2 separate regions of the Ovis aries genome follow, and region 2 is linked to region 1. A link is a contact called in public Hi-C data. All regions are on one chromosome and are shown on one strand. Each heading gives the region's core, a stretch centred on a gene start, on an enhancer-like site or on the middle of the called end of the contact. The rest is flanking DNA. Distances are from core to core; before and after follow the strand shown.

What was found. A called contact is a pair of places that touch in the nucleus more often than the background predicts.
Region 2: a contact with region 1 is called in a Hi-C map of mixed tissues, with 5 times the contacts expected there. The contact joins two enhancer-like sites. A contact is called at or near these places in 6 of 16 Hi-C or Micro-C datasets (hypothalamus, liver, mixed tissues and 2 more).

Annotation. Positions count from the first base shown.
Region 1 is chr13:43,513,272-43,517,761 of ARS-UI_Ramb_v3.0, forward strand. LOC121816268 (a long non-coding RNA gene) reads left to right here. Exons shown (of 4, transcript XR_006055788.2): 4 at 1-58. Among named protein-coding and RNA genes, the nearest start is that of AKR1E2, 28 kb to the left of the region's middle. Within about 2 kb of position 1,945, at least 4 of the 54 cell types and tissues checked have an H3K27ac peak or open chromatin away from gene starts, as enhancers often do.
Region 2 is chr13:44,628,254-44,633,289 of ARS-UI_Ramb_v3.0, forward strand. No RefSeq gene overlaps it. Among named protein-coding and RNA genes, the nearest start is that of PITRM1, 42 kb to the right of the region's middle. Within about 2 kb of position 2,163, at least 11 of the 54 cell types and tissues checked have an H3K27ac peak or open chromatin away from gene starts, as enhancers often do.

The sequences.
Region 1 (4,490 bases), core at 695-3,194:
GGCTGCTTCAGGGGCTTAAGTCCTCAGCTTTGCTTGCCAAATAAAACATGTATCTCAACTTTTAGGTCATGTATTTTTTTTTTTTTTTCCAGTTGACATAGTGCCCACTATGCCCAGGCAGGAGGCTGGTGGGAGAATGAAGGAAAAAATAAAGCAGATCACAGGCCTAATCATGCAACCAATCTGAACTGCATAACCTGACAGACACTCACTGTTTTACAGGCACATGAAACAATAAGCCTGCATTTCCTGGGTAGGTCCTACCTCATCTGTGTTGCGATTAAATCACAGACTGTTATGGATCTGAGAGTTCAGGGCAGTGAGGCTGGTATTTAGTGGAAGCCCCTGAGTCTTTCAGCAGAACTCTGCCATGGATGTCGGTGATGGCACCAGCCCCTTATGAACTAAACTAAATGTGGATTTCATTTTAAAACAGTCTTGTTTTGCATGTCATGCTCTTTTAGTCCCATCTTAGCTATCAGCGGTTCCAGTAATTAGCTGCCTGCTCACTCCAAGCATTGCAATATGATTATACAACATTTATAAAATTTGGAACCCATCCTGTCCTCCACTCAAAGCAAGACTTCAGGATTTAAAGATGCCTTCTTGTGTATCATATCATCTTTGGTGTGTGCAATGGGCAGGTCCTTGTGTGGTTTCTATAAATTCACCTAAATGGGGGACTTTTCTAGAAGAGTTTCCTTCACGCTGCCTTCTGTGAAGAGTGATGGAAGAATACAGTTAATTTTGTGAGTACAAGAATCATAAAAATGTCACTGACATGAAATTGCCTTTTTGTTTACATTAAAAGGGACAAATATTCTTCCCTCTCTAGAAACTTAATTAGAACATCTTCAAAGACCCTGAAAGAGACATAATTTCAGGAACTTTCAAGTAGTGAGTAATGGAGGTTTCCTTTATTTATTCCTTTGATTAATTCTACCCAAAGTGCATCCCCCCCCCCAGAAGATATTTTCTTTGTTCTTTGTTCATTAGCAAATCTTTATTCATCGTGACTCGGAATCCAGTCACTCCTCTTGCAGAGCTGTCTGTGTTCCCTCAGTTTCCTTGGCACAGTGGATGCACACGCGTGTGTAACACTCATAGTGTCATTCTAGGAATGGCCTCTTACTCTATAAGTGGCAAGAAACAGAGTAAGGCTATGTAGCCACGGAACCCACTTTATTTTATAGCCTTTAGCTTCCTGAAGAAAGTCCAGAAATGAGGCTGGGACTTCATTTGGAACACTAGGTAAGTAGAGTTCAAATGGTCCACTTATTTATATCAACAAATTCAATCCAGGCATCTCAAAAAATCTCCAAACAATAAATGCTTGAGAGGATGTGGAGAAGAGGGAGCCCTTCCTGCGCTATTGGTGGGAATGTCAGTTGGTACGGTGACTATGGAGAACAGTGTGATGGTTCTTTAACAGACTGAAAACAGAGCTACTGTATGATCCAGCAGTCCCACTCCTGGGTGTGAAAGTGAAAGTTGCTCAGTTGTGTCTGACTCTTTGTGACCCCATGGGCTGTACAGTCCATGGAATTCTTCCAGGCCAGAATACTGGAGTGGGTAGCCTTTCCCTTCTCCAAGGGGTCTTCCCAACCCAGGATCAAACCCAGGTCTCCCGCATTGCAGGCGGATTCTTTACCAGCTGAGCCACAAGGGAAGCCCAAGAATGCTGGAGTGGGTAGCCTATCCCTTCTTCAGCGGATCTTCCCGACCCAGGAATCAAACCAGGGTCACCTGCATTGCAGGTAGATTCTTTACCAACTGAGCTAGGAGGGAAGCCCTATACCTGGAGAAATCCATAATTAAAAAACTACATGCACCCCAGTGTTCACTGAAGCGCTATTTACAATAGCCTCTTTGGAGAAACGTGAAAATGTACCATTAAATGCTCACAACTTTACTTCCAGACCAGCATAGCTATCTTGGCATTTCTATTTACTGTAAATAGAGATCAGAAAACAATTTTGAAAGCTATTGGGAACAACAGGGGGAAAAAAGCACAGATATCCTTAAAACGGAAAATTAATGCAGTCACCTGATAGGCAACCTCAGAAATACCAGCAGAGGGCGCAACAGCCTGTTTTATAATGAGGGAGAAGCAATGCTCCGAAAACAACCTAAAATGGCATTTTCTCTCCTTGCTTATTAGTTCCTAATACACTAAAAAATGTAATGACTTTATTGACAGCAACATTTGAAACTAAAATCTCAGAAGTTGTAATAATTGTATTTGAGTCGTGAGAGGATTATTGTACGTAATATCTGACTTTTGGAACTAAAAGGGACTCTAGATCTTTCTGGTCCAATTTCTCTGTTTAAGGCCAGGGAGACTGAGGTTCTTAATCTTGAAGTTAAGATTCAAGGCAAGAGTTTTGATGGGAATTCTGGTCGTATTACAGAGTCCAAGACTGTGATTTGGCAACTCTGCTACTCAGCCAACTGTGGTTTTAGCCTAATAACTGCAGTTCGCCTGGATAGGGAACTGGATGGGTGGGTGGGATATGGGATCACTGAAGTCAAGAATATTTTTCAGCTGATGTTTATCTGTAGAATCTCCTTGTCTCTCTTATAAGAACATTTATATTTTCAGAGAAGTGGCATTTTCAGGGAGAACCTGCCATCCTCCTGTAACCTCTTCACCATTTTCTAAAGTATCTCTGTTTCCAGCTGTGACCGAGCAAAGTTGTTTTATCAAATGCTGTCTTTCCAGCCTCTGGTTATTTCTGCAGTAGTGGGGGAGGGATATTTCACACATTTGGTTTATACTAAGAAGATACTTCCTACAGCATTAACAAATATCCCGTAACAGGAATGAGCATGGAGACCAGGCTTTGGTTCTGTAGCAAGAATTCTCATGAAAGTTACGCTGCTATTCAGGAAGTGGAGGCTGACATAAAGCTACATTATTAACTCACAGAAGTAATGAAAGCTTGCATTCAAAAGCTTTGAATCATCTCCGAATCATCACTTGACCCCAAAACAAAAAAGAAAACTGACATGACAATCATGGACATTAAAATATTGAAAATTTATTTTGTAATTTACATTGTTTCTTCTTGCTAAAATTGTGAAGTGGCTTGAAAACTGTCTAAAGGACCATAAATGGTTCACACTGGGAATTATAGATTAGAAATTTTTGTTGAGAAGGTGAGAAGAGAGAGAATTTCTGGGAACCTGGCTATACTACAAGATCTGTCCATATTTGTTTCCTTTTATCGCAAAGAGTCGGACATGACTGAGCGACTGAACTGAACTGAACTGATCAGCAGGTCAGAGAAGGTGATGGCACCCCACTCCAGTACTCTTGCCTGGCAAATCCCTTGGATGGAAAAGCCTAGTGGGCTGCAGTCCATGGGGTCACGAAGAGTCGGACACGACTGAGCCACTTCCCTTTCACTTTTCAGTTTCCTGCATTGGAGAAGGAAATGGCAACGCACTCCAGTGTTCTTGCCTGGAGAATCCCAGGGACAGGGGAGCCTGATGGGCTACTGTCTATGGGGTCGCACAGAGTCGGACACGACTGAAGCGACTTAGCAGCAGCAGCAGCATCAGCAGGTATTACTTTCCATCAACCATTTAAAACGGGGATAATAGTTTAACGAAAAAATGACTTTCAATGTGTTATAGACAATACAAGGTAAATAAAACTTCAATCAAATATCTGATTGGAAAACTTTACAGAGACTCTTCTAAACATGATTTAAAAATACAGTTTCCTTTTGAAAGTATCTGAAAATCAAATTACCCAGATCATTACACATTTAACTTTAAGTTTCAGTTTGACAAAGTTTCTCTATTGGAATACATATTTTAGAAGTAAGATTAAATCAGTAAACAGATTAAATGAGTAAGCACTTTCCCCTTTGCCTGGCTCAGACAGCTTGTTACTATTATTTTAAAAATTTCCATTACACTGCAGCAAAATGACCATCCAGTTTTCAGCGTGTGCAACTTTTGAGCAGAAGGTTTTTTAGGTAAGAACTGAATGTCCTTTTTCTTATAAAAAGTAAGTGGTTTAATCACATGTTCTTTTGGAGACATCCAAGGTTTAGCATTTCATGGTTTTACCATCTTTGTCCAAATAAAGGAAATAAGGAACCTCTCTGGTTTCATTGTGAGAACTCTGGGTGAACAGCTATATATAACAACTTGACAACATTATTTGAAATTTCCGGAATTTTATTATAATATCTCTTTGAATTGGTGATGATCCCTGAGGACAGGACTATCCCCATGCTTATTCATTAGAAACTTTTCTGGATTAAATGCTGGCAAAAGTCTTCTTGGGAGCAGGGTCTGCATTATTTAAAAGGTCTCATAATCTATCCTCATGTCCAAATTTACACTGTTTTGCGAATCACATGCTTTCCTTTGGGTCAAGTTTAACTAGCCTTTTTTCTTTTTAAATGAATAGAAACCTAACAAGTAGAAAATCTGATGATGATTTTCATTGTATGAACCAAGAAAGTAATTTGAAC
Region 2 (5,036 bases), core at 913-3,412, 1.1 Mb after region 1:
GCGTCGGGTTTTACAGGGACAATCCCGGACTGTCTTCTACAGCTCCCCCGGCTCGTCCCTGGGTCAGCCCTCGGGGTTTCCTCATCTTGTGCGCTTCATCTATGGGACACCAGTCTCCAGTTTTCTCTCATTAGGTGGGTCCTAATCCCCAGTTTATGTGAGAGTTTCCTCCCCTACAGGGGTCCAGGGCACCGGGGACATGGCGAGGGGGGCAGCCAGTGAGTGTGTGCTCAGCCAGCTTACATTCTGATGACTGTGAATGCCTGTGCTGACACCCCACGCTTTGACGACTCTTGTGACCCAGGGTACCTGACCTGCTTCAGAGCTGAGTAAGTGGCATCGTGTCGACTGCAAGTCCACAGCTTCTCCCCCGACGTCCGGTGCTGGCCGTGGCTCCTCAGGACTCAGGTGGAGGACCAGTGTAGGAGCCCCGGGCAGCCCCTCTTTCTTCCTCTGTGTAGACTGTCCTCTGTGCGGACTGTGTGTGTCTGAGCACAGAGGTGGGAGCAGCCATTACCGCCCCCTTTGGGAGTCCATTCTCCCTGCCATTGTCCCTCTTGTTTACATACGGCACAAACAGCGGGCCTTATTTCCTTGGCTTCTTGTCCCTCTGGGGGGACTGGCGTCACTTGTGGCGTCAAGGGTCTCTGTGGGCCCAGATCCCTGTGATGCTGGAGGGCAGCAGCCAGTAGGTGGGGCTGCCTTTGGGCTGCTTTCTCCTCTGACTTTCCTGCCTCCATCTCAGTTATTGACACCCAGTAGGTGACCGCAACCAGGGGAAGGGTGGGGTATCTTGTTCTGTTCTGTTTCTGAAGTTGATGCCTAATGTTGGGGGCACTTTGGGTGATGAAATGCGACATCCCAGTGACTCAGGGTCAGTGCAGCACCGATTCGGGACAGAGCCGTGGGCAAGACCAAGCAACTCCTCCTGCCCCCAGTCCCTGTCATCCCCGGGTGTCTGGCACTGCAGGCAGACGTGTGTGAGTTTCCATCCCCCATCTTCTCAGGGGCCACAATTCCAGTTACCAGGGCTATGCTGTGTGCACACCATACCCGGGTATGGGATGCTGGGCAGAGTTGTTCTGGATTCGGTGTAAATGCACCAGGCAGGTTAGTTCAATGGGTGCTTCGCTTTGCCTTCCTGGCAAAAGGGCACGTCTTTGGGGTTTACTCAGGATGGAGCAGGCACATAGGAAACAAAGTGAGCCGTGAACAGGAAATTCAGAGAGCTGGCTGATAAATACAACAGGGGCTTATAATTCTGTCTGCTTCTACATATGTCTGCAATTTTCCATATAAAACGCCCACCTCTGAGCAGCACACCCCATCTGCTCCCATCTGTGCCCCTTAGGACCTGTCAGAGCAGGTTGTCAGACCGCCAGACTCTGTCTAAATTCCAGAAATAGTAAGAGCACTGGAGCTCTCAAACATAGCACCTGACATAATTAGGGGAAAAGTCCGTGTCCATGTGTCCAAAGCGGGGGGTGGGGTGGGTGAGGGAGGAATCTTTTCTTTTATTAAGGCTAACTGTTAGGGGTTTATCCCAAGTCCTTGTATTTTATATATGAACTTTCTGAAACTCAGAATACTTCTATCCAGCAGAAGACTGTCCTCTCTTAGCACTATGACAAGGAGGAAGAGGGGTCAGGATGACTGGAAGGAGGGGATTGTCTGTGGTGGGGTGGTCTCTGAGCCCCCATCATTGATCCGGGTAGCCATCATGAGGTGCCCCCCATAACAAAGAACAGAGCCACCTCAGCCTCCGGGGAAGGCCTATGAATGGATCACATGGATCGCTGACTTTACATGGAAGTTCAGACACAGAATCGATGCCATTACCTTTGCAGGAGCAAAGATGAACTGTTGGGGCAGGGGTGGCTGATGAGGGCTGACATGCCACCTGACAGCCTCTCCATATGGAAGGGGACCAGGCTGCTCCCAGCTTGTCCCTCTGTCTTCATTCTGACACTGAATTTAGGTTCCCTCCCGTTGTTATTCAAATAGTCTTTGTCCTTTGCAAGAAGAGATATATAAAAATTCATGGACTTTAAAAGAATAAATTGAAAGATGAAATCAGAGCAAGGGGAACAGTAAGGAAAGACACAACAGCAACAGTGGGTTTAGCAACAGAATGCACACAAAGACCCTATTGTCTCCTGGGAGCTGAGCCCAGTATCAGGCTCTGTGCTGTCTACGGATCCTCCAGAGAGGAGCGCACACCAGCGACAGGCCGTGGGGCCTGCACAGATACACCCAAATGCGCTTCTTGGAAGATGCTTTCCCAGTCTGGAACAAGATCACAGAGAAATTCCTCTTGAGAGTTTATAAGAGTTAGTCCCTCTTATCTTCCAGGGAATGCACTTTGCAGTGGGAGGAGAGAACATGAAAAAGCAGAGTTAGTGACACAACTGCAAAGCAATTTTAAGTGGTCACAGCTATTTTTTTTATTTTGGAGAGCATGCTTATTTAGGACATGTAGCTAAACACCGAGTCTACCTTCCTTAGGAAATCCTAAGGTTAGACTCCTCCTTTTGATGTGTACATGGACAGCTGGACTTCTCTGCTCATGGGTGTTGTTTTGTAAAGTAGGCTGAGGTCAAAGGGCCTAACCAACCCTTCACCATCCCCATCATCAACACCATCACTCATGTCACCAGAATCATCCCCACCCCATTCCCGTCAGTAATGCCATCACAGACGCCATCACAGCAGCAGCACCAGTGTCCCTGGCACTTGAGCAAATACACAGGGGACTCAGGCATGAGCTCGTGATGCCCTGACATGAAATTGCACAGTACTATCAGTCAGTTCAGTCGCTCAGTCGTGTCCAACTCTTTGCCACTCCATGAATCGCAGCACGCCAGGCCTCCCTGTCCATCACCAACTCCCGGAGTTCACTCAGAGTCGCGTCCATAGAGTCAGTGATGCCATCCAGCCATCCTCGGTCATCCCCTTCCCCTCTGCCCCCAATCCCTCCAAGCATCAAAGTCTTCTCCAATGAGTCAACTCTTTGCATGAGGTGGCCAAAGTACTGGAGTTTCAGCTTTAGCATCATTCCTTCCAAAGAAATCCCAGGGCTGATCTTCTTCAGAATGGACTGGTTGGATCTCCTTGCAGTCCAAGGGACTCTCAAGAGTCTTCTCCAACACCACAGTTCAAACTCATCAATTCTTCAGCACTCAGCCTTCTTCACAGTCCGACTCTCACATCCATACATAACTACTGGAAAGACCATAGCCTTGACTAGCCAGACCTTAGTCGGCAAAGTAATGTCTCTGCTTTTGAATATGCTATCAAGGTTGCTCATAACTTTCCTTCCAAGGAGTAAGCGTCTTTTAATTTCATGGCTCCCATCACCATCTGCAGTGATTTTGGAGCCCAAGATAAAGTCTGACACTGTTTCCACTGTTTCCCCATCTATTTCCCATGAAGTGATGGGACCAGATTCCATGATCTTTGTTTTCTGAGTGTTGAGCTTTAAGCCAACTTTTTCACTCTCCTCTTTCACTTTCATCAAGAGGCTTTTAGTTCCTCTTCACTTTCTGCCATAAGGGTGGTGTCATCTGCATATCTGAGGTTATTGATATTTCTCCTGGCCATCTTGATTCCAGCTTGTGTTTCTTCCAGCCCAGCGTTTCTCATGATGTACTCTGCATAGAAGTTAAATAAGCAGGGTGACAATATACAGCCTTGACACACTCCTTTTCCTATTTAGAACCAGTCTGTTGTTCCATGTCCAGTTCTAACTGTTGCTTCCTGACCTGCATACAGATTTCTCAAGAGGCAGATCAGGTGGTCTGGTATTCCCATCTCTTTCAGAATTTTCCACAGTTTATTGTGATCCACACAGTCAAAAGCATTGCCATAGTCAATAAAGCAGAAATAGATGTTTTTCTGGAACTCTCTTGCTTTTTCCATGATCCAGCGGATGCTGGCAATTTGATCTCTGGTTCCTCTGCCTTTTCTAAAACCAGCTTGAACATCAGGGAGTTCACAGTTCACGTATTGCTGAAGCCTGGCTTGAAGAATTTTGAGCATTACTTTACTAGCATGTGAGATGAGTGCAATTGTGCGGTAGTTTGAGCATTCTTTGGCATTGCCTTTCTTTGGGATTGGAATGAAAACTGACCTTTTCCAGTCCTAGGGCCACTGCTGAGTTTTCCAAATTTGCTGGCATATTGAGTGCAGCACTTTCACAGCATCATCTTTCAGGATTTGAAACAGCTCAACTGGAATTCCATCACCTCCATTAGCTTTGTTCATAGTCATGCTTTCTAAGGCCCACTTGACTTCACATCCCAGGATGTTGGCTCTAAATGAGTGATCACACCATCGTGATTATCTGGGTCTTGAAGGTCCTTTTTGTACAGTTCTTCTGTGTATTCTTGCCACCTCTTCTTAATATCTTCTGCTTCTGTTAGGTCCATACAATTTCTGTCTTTTATCGAGCCCATCTTTGCATGAAATGTTCCCTTGGTATCTCTAATTTTCTTGAAGAGATCTCTAGTCTTTCCCATTCTGTTGTTTTCCTCTATTTCTTTGCATTGATCGCTGAAGAAGGCTTTTTTATCTCTTCTTGCTGTTCTTTGAAACTCTGCATCCAGATGCTTATATCTTTCCTTTTCTCCTTGGCTTTTCACTTCTCTTCTTTTCACAGCTAATTGTAAGGCCTCCCCAGACAGCCATTTTGCTTTTTTGCATTTCTTTTCCATGGGGATGGTCTTGATCCTTGTCTCCTGTACAATGTCACGAACCTCATTCCATAGTTCATCAGGCACTCTATCAGATCTAGGCCCTTAAATCTATTTCTCACTTCCACTGTATACTCATAAGGGATTTGATTTAGGTCATACCTGAATGGTCTAGCGGTTTTCCCTGTTTTCTTCAATTTCAGTCTGAATTTGGTAATAAGGAGTTCATGATCTGAGCCACAGTCAGCTCCTGGTCTTGTTTTTGTTGACTGTATAGAGCTTCTCCATCTTTGGCTGCAAAGAATATAATCAATCTGATTTCGGTGTTGACCATCTGGTGATGTC